Linked DNA regions of Mus musculus: region 2 is linked to region 1. Evidence: chromatin contacts called from public promoter capture Hi-C data. All regions are on one chromosome and are shown on one strand. The core of a region is the stretch at or near the end of the contact, and the rest is flanking DNA. Distances in the headings are between cores, read along the strand shown.

Region 1 (5,670 bases), core at 972-3,471:
ACCCACAGCTATTTCTGTTTTCTCTTGATTCCACTCCCCTTTTTTGCAGAGTATGCCAACCTGGCCTAGCCCCTAGGATAGGACCCTCCCCGCGCCCCGCCGCCTACATCCCTTACCAGCTTCTGCAGAGCCGCAAGTTCTTCAGGCAGGTAGCAGAGGCCTGTGCGATTCAGCTTTAGCCATCGCAGGCTGGTCATAGCCTTAACATTCTCAGGGAAGTAGCCACCCTGGGGGGTGGGGAGGAAACAGGAGGGTGAGGACAGTCTAGGAGATGAGTGCCTCCTCTCATCACCTTCTGTGGTCCCTAGAGAACATTTCTCTTTCTTACTCACAGAATGGCACTAAACGAAAGCTCCCAAAGGACAAACATCCTGGCCCAAACGTGTCTCTCCAGCTGGAGTCTGTCCCTGGTGTGTTTCAAGGGTTCCTCAGCATTCCACTGTGCTTAGTGGAACTCACATTGCTTTGCCTGGGGTTCCAAGGCAGTTTGGCTGTCTGGGATTGCACTAAGAGCCCAGCTCCCCAATGTTCCTTGAACAGTGTCATTCATTCATTCATTCATTCCTCACATGCAATGCCCACTTCAGCATCCCTGGCCTTTTTGTTTGTTGTTTTTCAAGACAGGGTTTCTTGGGGCTGGAGAGATAGCTCAGTGGTTAAGAGCACTGACTGTTTTTATGAAGGTCCTGAGTTCAAATTCTAGCAACCACATGGTGGCTTACAATCATCTGTAATGACATCTGACACCCTCTACTGGTGTGTCTGAAGACAGATACAGTGTACTTACATATAAATAATAAATAATTATTTTTTTAAATTAAAGACAGGGTTTCTCTGTGTGTAGCCTTGGCTGTCCTGGAACTCACTCTGTAGACCAGGCTGGCCTCAGACTCACAGAGATCCACCTGCCTCTGCCTCCTGAATGCTGGAATTAAAGGTCTGTGCCACCACACCAGCCTAAGGTTTTGTCCCCCTGTAACTCCCAATTACAGGGTTTCTCTGTGTAGTCCCTGCTGTCCTGGAACTCATTTTGTGTCCAGGCTGGCCTCTAACTCAGAGATCTGCCTGCCTCTGCCTCCCCAGTGTTGGAATTAAAGGCATTTGCCACTCCCTCCAGGCTACTCCTGGCAGTTTTGACATCTGAGCAGCATGAAGCTCAATTGCCTTTTGCTACTGTAACACCTCTTCTTCCAGTCACGTTCCCTAAGGTAACTCAGACGTTCCCAGTGGAGAGAGAATAGAGACCACAAGTGAGGATGGTGGGTATGTAGACAGGATGAAGTGATGCCCACAGTGTACGGGATCCAACATGTGTCCGTGTGCAGGTGAACACGGGAGGAGCCCACCTCCTCCTGCATCCCCCAATCTGATATCTAAAGGACTCGACCAGGCGGTGGAGAAGGTCCAGGCTTCTGAGCTGTCCTTCGGGGCCAGCTTTTCTCTCTTTGGGCCTGGGTCTAGCCGGCACATTTTTTTTTTCTTCAAGTCAAGACAGGGTTTCTCGATATAGCTATGGCTGTCCGGGAACTTGCTTTTAAGAGCAGGCTGACCACGAAGTCAAAGATCCACCTGCCTCCGCCTCCCAAGAGCTGGAATTAGAGGCGTGCACCACCACGCCCATAGCCTGGCTCTTTATAGTCAAGAACCAGGGCTGCTGGCTGCTTGTCCCCCTAGTCTAGCAGTTGAACAGACTTGCCGCCTAGGACCTGGCGCACCTGTCACACTCCTTACTAACAGATCTCTTTCCATTACACGCCACCAAACGGGCTGTTCCTGAGCCCCTAGGACTGGAGAGAACCCCGAGTTCGCGGAGGGAGAAGTGACGTCCCGAGACCACAGTGTGGGGCGGTGGCTGGCTAGGGCGTATTCCCTCGGTGGCATGGGGTCCGGTTCGCGGCCTGAGGGCTCAAATCCCGCGCGGCCCCAGACCCCCGGAGCCCCCGCCCAGGTCTTCCGCCCCGGGCGGGGCAGGCCCGGGAAGACTCGCGGAGGCCCGCCCGCCCCGCCCGCCGGTCCCGGAAGCGCAGAGGAAGCGGCCCGGGGAGACGGCCTAGGGGTCGCCTTTCCCCTTCTCCCCCAGCTAACCTTGAAGTCGTTGCCGCTGAGGTCCACGCCGCGCACGAACGGCAGCACCCCGGTGGCCTCCATGGTGGCGCAGCTCTCTTACGGGCAGGGAGGACGCGGGGCGGCCGAGAGCCGCGGGCTGGGTCAGCGCCGGCCCCGCCCCTTTAACCCGCGCGCGCCGCCTCCCGGCCGCGGCCTCTGCGGGAAGTGCTGCTAGGCGACTCCCAGAGCTGCGAGGCCTCCCTGGGACCAGAGTTCTGGGGAGGCCTGTAGGGGTCCCGCTGGAGATGATCAACACTTCCAGTCTCCTGTCGGAACGTGGAGGGTGGGGTCCAGGCACTGTCGCTTGGGCTGCTGTAGCCTCTGGGGCTGGCCGTGACCCAGGAGTGATGGTGGTAACAACGTCAGGGACACAGGCAGTTTGTGTGTGAGGGATCAGTGGTGGTGGTGGTGGTGGTAGTGGTGAGACTTCCGGGGCTTTGGGACCTAATCCTTCAGCTTCAGGACTCAACTTTGATCATGTGTAACACGGTCCCCAAAGTTGCCAGAGTACTCACATGTGGCAGCTTAGAGAGCAGGCTGCACAAACACTCACAATTCTCCCTTGGCATCAGGACTCCAGTCACCATTCTTTATTGATTTGTTTTGTGCTCTAGATCAGTGTATATCTCCTGGGCCAAGCTCTTAGTGGCCATCTTGCCCTGGCCAGCATACAGTAGGTTTCCCATAAACAGACACAGCTGTTCTATGGAAGTCCAGGGTCTGGCATCCCGGGTTTCAGGAGGGAAGAGACTGATAGAGTTCCCACGACAGATGGCAGAGCTCTTTTCCCATTATGTGTCAGGCAGGCCAAACGGAAATGGAACCACCAGGCACTCTAACAGGGGCGAACTTGAGAGGCAGAATGTGGGCCTTTGGGCTAACTGCAGTTTTGTCTGCCTGGCCCACCAAGGGACCATGAGCTCAGACTCCACACTGAGGCTCTCATTACAAGTACACACAAGGTCAGATGTGAGACTAAGTACGACTGCTGAGAATTCGATGTCAGTTGTGGCTTTAGTGTGAGGCCCTTTCTCAAGAAACAAAACACCCGAAAGTAAGTAAACTAGACAAGCCCCTGAATGATTGTCACACTCACCACCTCCCCCGCCCCCCTTGCGCTATCAATATAACCTTGCGCCTTTAAATCCGGAGTATGCTTGTGGTTTCCGCCCCAGACGGTCCCGGGGCGTGCCTGGCGATCATTGGCTGAGCTGCTCCGTTTTGAGCACGTGTGCGCAGGAGTTGTGCGCTCGGATTGGAGCGAAGGCCTGCTTATCCAGCGTGCCTTTCGGGTCACTTGCCGCCTCGGGCCTCGGCGTTCGGTTCCCGGGGTTTGAACGTTCCATTCCTAGGCGAGTCCTGGGCCTCCAGGGTCCTACTCGCCCTGTCCTTGGGTCCATGCGCTGACGCTCGGACGCAGGTACGGCTACAGCGCACCGGGTGGCCCGGTGTCTCCCAGCACTGGGCGTGGCGCGCATCCCGGGGCAGGTGGGGGCGTGGCCTGCGGTCACTGCGGTGGGAGGGAGGACTTGGGAACTGAAGAGCAGAGTTCGAATCCCAGCGGTGCCTCTTCCCGACTTGGGTATTGCACACGATTTCCAGGGCCACAGTGACTTCGCTCTTGAATAGAGTCTAAGAGCCTATTTGGTTACACGTTTCTGCTCAGTCATGATCAGAAGCAATCAGCTTTGGCCAGAATGTAAGAACAGGTGAAGTTCAGGCTGTCAAGAGTCGGGTTATTTTGTTATTTTTGTTTTGTTTTGAATAGAGGCTCTATTATGTAACTCTGGCTATCCTCCAACTCAGTGTGTAGACCAGGCTTGCCTTGACTGCCTCTGCCTCTTCAGTGCTGAAATTAAAGGCCTGCACCACCACATAGGGCCTAAGTGGGTTATATTTAGTCACCTATTTTATTCCTTTCTTACTGGAGTTTGAATACAAGACCCCTCTAGGTGTAGGGCTGAGTCCCACTTTAGACAGGTGATGGAATGCAAGCCCCTTCCATTTGCAGAGTGGCTTACTGCTCTGAGGGCAGTGGTGGGCAGTAACAGAGCAGAGCTGTTTCTGAGCTTGGAGTAGGCTCCCTGGCTGCCCTTTGACCTTACCAGGCTCGAGGACAGGGTCTTATTTTTAGTCTGGGGAGCATGGACAGGTGTCTCAGCTGAGTCACACAGTGCCTAAGGCTTCAGCTACTCTAGGCATCTTGTCACTTGGCAACTGAGTCCCAAGGCAACCATGGCCCTGAAAGAAGGGCTGAAGTCCTTGGTGCCCCGGCAGGCAATGACCTTTCTGGCTTAGTGGCCTGGGCCTGTGGATTTCTGTGACTTTTTCCCAAGTTCCTGACTGGGCCAGTCACACACTTCCCAGTCCTTACTGGTGCGGTCGTACAAATAAACAGAAGCCCTTGGCTCCGGGCCTTTCTCTCACCTTCTTACCCTCTCCAACTTTGTTCCGAGTCCATGGGCCCTGGCCAGCTTGTCCTGATTCAGTGTTTATTTAAGCCTACTTCACTCACCACTGCACCCTGGGGCCTTCAGCCTGGCTCTGATGGGGTTGCCCTAGCCCAGGTAGTTTTCTTGTCAAGGTCTGGGGGGGCCACTATCTAGATTCCTGAATTTGCTAAGGGTCTATCAAAGGTCTGACAGGCCCCACCCAGGCAAACTTTCTGGAAACCCATATTACAAGTATTTCTGGGCCTTTGGGTTCCTCCTGACTGGTTTTCACACAGTATGGCTGTTCTGGGTAGGTTCTGATTAGGAGTGAGGGAACTCGACCAGGAGGCATGGGGAAAATACTCAGGCTTTGGGAGTGGAAGAGTCTGGGGGCTGTGCTGTGAATCCCAGACCTTAGCACTCAGTTTGTGGCTTGGCAACTTTTGTCTTTGTAGACTCAGGGTGGTGATGTTGAACCCAGATTCCCAAGGTCTTGGGGTGGAGTCAGGAGAAAGGCCTGGATCCTTCCTATATGAACCCTTTTCCAGGGCTTGGAGGCTTGCAGGATTCAGGGAGGGGGCTGGCAGGTCCCCTGATTCCCTCCAAGAAACTCTTTGAGCAGCCCCTTTCTCACGGGTCCCCAGAAACCACCCTCTTGGTCATTGCTAAGCATCTATGCCTTACGAACTACATCTCTTTGCAGGTGACCATGGCAGAGTTCTCCCAGAAGCAGAGGAAACAGAGCGGCAGCGAGGGCCTGGGCAGTGTGGTGGACTTCCTCTTGGCTAATGCTCGATTGGTGCTAGGTGTGGGCGGGGCTGCAGTGCTGGGCATTGCTACCCTGGCTGTAAAGCGGGTAAGGCCAAGGGGGCAAGGCCTGCCTGAAACCTCCACAGGAGAAGGCCAGACTGGGGAGCTGGGGGACGGTGGGACTTTTGAGGTTGGACTGGAACACGGGGCCCCTACTTTTTCACCCTAGCTTCCTGGTTTGCTTTCCCCCCAGCTTTGCCATGGCCCCCGATGCTCTGATCTGTGTCACTTTGCCTATAGCTCATCGACAGGGCCACCAGCCCTCCAGATGAGGATGACACCAAGGGGGACAGCTGGAAGGAACTGAGCCTGCTGAGAGCCA
Region 2 (5,524 bases), core at 304-2,803, 1.2 Mb after region 1:
GTATATACACACTTTTTTTTTTGGCCTTATTTATTGCCTGCCTTCAGCATCAATGAGTTTCATAGGTACAGAGACTACGTCCATATAACTATTTCATGACACCCTAAGACAGTGTCTGGCAGACTGGACACTCGACAGTGTGTGTTAAATGAACAGACAGAAGTCTGTTGTTCAACTTGAATTAGTCCCATACTTAGAATGCATTCCCCCCCTTAAAAAACAAGCACCACAACACTGTCAACCTAGGTACATTAACAACTCCAGAGATATTAAGACACTTTACTGATAAAGCTTCCTATTATTTACCAGTTTCATTCATTCCCTCACCTAGCATCAACAGACAGCCTCAGTCCTATGAGGCCTTTAGGAATCATCTGATTCTCAGCTGGAAAAAAAGTGGGTTAACCGGCTGTTTCGGGTTACAGAGTTTATGAAAAAGCTATCACGTGAATACAAGTCTGATTTGGTGTTATGTTTAAAAAAAAAAAAGTCTGTCTGATACATCTTCTCAGTAAGAATGAAGAGATACAACCACCTCCACCTAAAGAGATTTGATTGATCAATTTGTGTATGTATATTTAATGAAATACCATAACCCTTTCCAGGATCAAAATCACCTTGCCTCTACTTTAAAAACTAAGTAAGCTTTTACAACTGGACATCCGAAATCTAAGTAGTTCGTTTATAGTAGCAGCAACGGTCTCAATAATTAGTAAAGTTGCTCAATCATCAAAAGCAGTAGTCTTCTGAATACGGAACTTCAGTAGTAAGAAATTTTATTTTAGGAATAACAGTGGGCCCCCTTCCGCTCTCCACCCCCGCCCCCAAAAGAGGAAACTAGAAAATAGCGCTAGTTGAAGAAATAACAGTTGCACGTGGTTTTAGGTATAACCCCCCCCCCCCAATATTCGGAAAAGTCAAGACTTCCTATAAGTAAAGGGATTTCCTTGATCTTCATCCACAGTGCGCGCGTGGATCACACACACATACAAACCTCCAGAAACCAAACACACCAGGAAAACCTTTTCTTTAGCCAACAGGTGTTAATTTCTATGGGTTTAAGCAGACACTTTTGGCCCAAAGCGACAATGCCCCTCGACCTCGCTTGAGGAGGCCACCTTCTTCCCTGCGGAGTCCCGGGCAGCACACTGCACCGCGGGTGTCGGCGCCGAGGCCGAGCGGCTCATCGAGAGCCTCGCGGCCGCCCTGACAAAACCCTTGCAGGTTTGCTGCCCCACCGCTGCCCGAGACCCGGCTCACCCCCCGCCGGCGACCCCTCGGCTACCTTTCCGCCGGAAGAAGGACATGGCGGGGCCCGGGTCGGGGCGGAGGGCGCGGGGGGAGTGTCGCGGGGAGGGCCCGGCTCCCCTCATTCAGCAGCTGGCCGGGACTTCCGGGGCCGCAGGAGCCGCTGCACTAGTCCGAAAACAGCCCCTTCTTCCGGGTGTGGGCGCTGCCGCCACCTCGGGATGCCCCGGCAGCTGCTGCCGCCATGTTATCAACAAGCCACCCGCTTAGAGTTCCGGTCCGTCCGCGCGCGGGGCTTCACGGGAGGCCCCGGCCCCGCCTCCTCCTGCGCACCTCCTCCCGCGGGGCCGGGGCGCGCGCCCGCTCAGCCCACGTGACCTGGCGTCCTCGAGTCCGCGAGCCCTTCCCCCTGGAGGCTTCGGATGACAGCGTCTCTTTGCTGAACCTCCTCCTCTTCGGGAAGCCCCCGCCAGCACTGCTGCGCAGCCTTTTCGCGGAATCTTGCTAAATGCCGCAGGCTGCTTGGCAGCTTTACCCTGCCAGGTCCCCGGGGGATGCAGGCGAGCCTGCAGGACGAGGAGCTGCTCTTATGTAGCTCCCGAAGCTCCCTCCCTCAAAGTGACCTCAGGAAGGAAGGAGAAAAAGAGTGGTAGGCTCATTTTCAGATGAAATCCCTACAGATGCTCAAAACAGAAAGAGCCAGCAACCTGAGCCTCAACAGAGGGCTATTTCTTCCGTTCTTATTCGAAAGCCACCTTCCTATAAATCTTCTGGCTTTCTTAAAGCTTACCCACCTTTAGCGCCCTGGATGGATGGCCACTATAGCTACAACTACTGTCAAAAGCGAACCAGGAACTCGTGATGCACACAGTTGCTGATTTTTATGTTGGATCAGCAAAGTCTACCTGAGACAGAAGGAAAAACAAGTGCAGAAGCGGCAACTTGCCTGATTATTCGGTGTGTTAAAACAGGAACTAAGTAAAGCCTGGAGTCTTAACCATATTATTAGAGCAGGTTAATAAGTTTGCTAGTTTTGTTTCCAAGCCTGTTTGCTAAATGATGAAAAACCATCATAGCTAAACTTATTTATAACATCGTGCACAGATACCATACTAAACCCTCCAGGTTAGTAACAGTCTTTAAACTTGCTCTTGGTATGGAGGAAACTAGGCCAGCTTTCAAGGTCACGCTGGGCAGGAACTGAAAAGGAGAGCAGGGCTGTGGTTGCCCCATGTGAGGTAATGGTGTGGAGGTCTGAGATGATTTGGAAATGAATATTACACTCTGGGCATACCCCTCCCCTATTCCCACCCACTGCCCACCCTTGAAAACCTTTCCTTGCCTAAGAATATTAAGGCAAGCCAGGGGAGGTGCTCTGGTGGTGAAAGCCTTTAACACACTTGGAAGGCAGAAAGAAGCCAGTGGATCACTGAGTCCCAGGTCAGCTTGATTTACTTAGGGAATTTTAGGCCAAGGTGAGACTGTGTCTCAAACAGATAAAAACAAAACAAGGCGTTGAACGATGGCTTAGCAATTAGGAGCACAGACAACACTTGCAAAGGATCCACAGTTAGAGTATCTACTCTGTTCTTAGGCAGAATGGGTGGTGTGTCTTACATTATTCCTTTGCCTTTCCCTTCTGGAGTTCCAGTCTTGGCAGAGACTGTTTTGTATTTGTTAACTATTGGTTAGCTGATCAGGGCAGGAGGAACACCAGACGAATGAGTGAGAAAAATCCCTTAAATGAGCAAAAAGTCAATGGGGTTGAGGGGAGGGCTCTGGCTCCATTAGGATTTCTAGAATCCTTACTCATTCTCTCAGGCTAAATAAACATAAATCAGTGTTGAGGAAGTGTTTTTCAACTCAATTTCCAATGAGGTTTATTCTTTGAGCCCCCCCTACCAGAGATTCTGGAGTTGCTTTTATTCTCTGTGAGAAATAGATTGTTACAGTCCATTTACAGATAAGAAGAAAGCAATAGGCCCCCTAGCTGGTGGCTGGTGCAGGCTTGTCACAGAACTCTAAAAAAGTTACAGGTAGTCTGCTACCCTATTGCTCATGGTCAGAAAAGGAGGAGGGGTGCTATCTCAAGCCCCAAACTATTCATTAGATAAGGTTTTGTGTCCTAAAACAATAACATGGGAAATTTGGGAAAGGGGCAAGTTCTAGCCAATGGAGACAAGAATAGAATTAGAGGGAACTTAAAACCCCTCCAGATTGGGGGGACCTTAAAAATCACTGCCTTGTACCAAAGCATTGCACCAGAAATTTTTGACTTTTCTTTTTGCTGGCATCCCTTTCTGCAGAATTGTATATTTAAAAACTGCTTCGTTTTGTTAGTTCCTTGAATAAGTTTTATTATTTCCACTATCTCTCAGACAGCTAGACATAGCAGTCAGCTAATCGAAATCATTATTTACTAAGAACTTGTGATGTACTCTCTATGTTCCTAGCACTTTACAATTAAGACTTTTCATAATCCTTCACACATACACCTCACCACCACCCCACAAGAGATCCTGCCACCATCATGTCTTGTTTATAGAGGATGGTTTGGGTTTCTTTGTAATGACCTAGGATCTCAATGGTAATACAAGATAGAGAAAGGAAGGAAGGAAGAAGGGTTGTTGGTGAAGCTGTGACTCCCACTTCAGGAAGTCTTACTGTAGTTATAACCACTCCAGACAACTTGTACCTGCTTTGGAAGACCCCAATCTGGGCAAGATATGCTCAGAACTGTAGAACTCAAAAGAAGTAGGTGAGGACACCTGATGCCCTGTTCTGGCCTCTGCATGCACACACACACACACACACACACACACACACACACACACACACTCACACACACTCACACACACACACACACACACACACACACAGAGAAGCATGTTTACCCCTAACATAGAGGTCCAGTTGTAGGTGATCAAACAAATCAGTTAAAAATAAAGTTAAAGCTCAAAGGTTGGATAAGTCCCAAGATATTTCTGTCAGCCCTTGCCCTGCTGTGTCACATGACAACAACAATTATGCACTCTTGCTTCTGAACACACAAAACACGATGCACTTAGGAATCTGAGGGAGTACTTTCCCACATAGAACTCCACCAATAAATGATGCTTGAAACCCCTCAGATCAGAGTTAAGACTACTGGATATTATGAATTGCAGTGTTATTTACTGTACTTATCAAGTTTCCTGATGCTATAGAAATACAATGTCTTCACTGTGGAAAACAAAGTGTTCAATATTTCCTACCATCATGCCACAGCATGGAAATATCAAAGTAGTGTATCTTTGGATTGTGTTGTGTTAGAACATCTGATTTTCAAATTTTCTGTTTGATTTTCTTATATATATATATATATATATATATATATATATATATATATATATGCCGTTAACAGAGAGATTCTCAAAAACTCAGAAATGGCCCCAAACATGCATAGTTTGTTGTACTATGCCTTTAGGCAAAGCGGCAGTGTAACAATTACAAAATCAAAATATTCAATTCTGACAGACATTGATGATGCTTTTTGTCTTACAGTATTAAATATTTAGCCAAGATTTAATTCTTTGTGTAAAAACAAAAAAGCATACCCGTCTTGTATGTGTGCCAATTTGCTTTCATTTTAAATAAATGGTAAAATTCTACTTCTGTCAAATAATTGTTTTCAAATAGATTTCTCTGTGGTTTGTTATCAGTAAATGTTTCATATGCTTATTTTATATTCCTACATATTTAGGATTGTGCAAACATTCTTGGGCAAAATGTTTCTTGATTAAGTTTGATTGTTCATTTGATTGGACCAGACAATGGCCAGGGGGTTAGTAGATTACACCTCAGGGCCTGTCTGTGAGAGTGCTTCCAGAGACACAGTATGACAGCTTTGACTTAACAGGTTACTCCTTGATGGAATTATCATTTTATGGGTTTCTTTTAGTGGTAGTAAAAAGGAGGAGGTGAGGTGTTAGAGGCAGTAGGTCCCTGAGGTCCTCTCTTTGGGGCTATATCTGGCCTGGCTTCCTACATGCTCATGTTTGCTGCCTGTTTGCCATTGAAGAAGCTCTCCCACATACCTTGCTGTTCTGTGCAAGGATGTGAGGCAAAGAAAACATGAAAACACAAGCTAAAAAACAACTAAATTCTCCTCCCTTAAGTTGTTCTAGGCAATGCTTTGGCTACAATGACATCAAAGTGGCAAAAAAAAAAAAAACAAAAAAACCCTGTTTCTTGTTGTGGTATGGCTCAGCCCCAGCACACACCCAAGAGCTTTCTG

The links. Capture Hi-C pulls out chosen DNA fragments and counts their contacts.
Region 2: a contact with region 1 is called in a promoter capture Hi-C map of liver, with 3 times the contacts expected there. The contact joins the promoter of Akap10 here to the promoter of Flii in region 1. A contact is called at or near these places in 1 of 39 promoter capture datasets (liver) and 1 of 9 other capture datasets (liver).

The regions. Positions count from the first base shown.
Region 1 is chr11:60,725,042-60,730,711 of GRCm38.p6, forward strand. It overlaps Flii (flightless I actin binding protein), which reads right to left and starts at 2,222. Exons shown (of 30, transcript NM_022009.2): 1 at 2,086-2,222; 2 at 117-227. The coding sequence starts at 2,148. It overlaps Mief2 (mitochondrial elongation factor 2), which reads left to right and starts at 3,357. Exons shown (of 4, transcript NM_001009927.2): 1 at 3,357-3,526; 2 at 5,242-5,394; 3 at 5,589-5,670. The coding sequence starts at 5,248. Mir5100 (microRNA 5100) reads left to right here and starts at 3,622; the gene lies at 3,622-3,685.
Region 2 is chr11:61,928,704-61,934,227 of GRCm38.p6, forward strand. Akap10 (A kinase (PRKA) anchor protein 10) reads right to left here and starts at 1,554. Exons shown (of 15, transcript NM_019921.3): 1 at 1,286-1,554. The coding sequence starts at 1,373.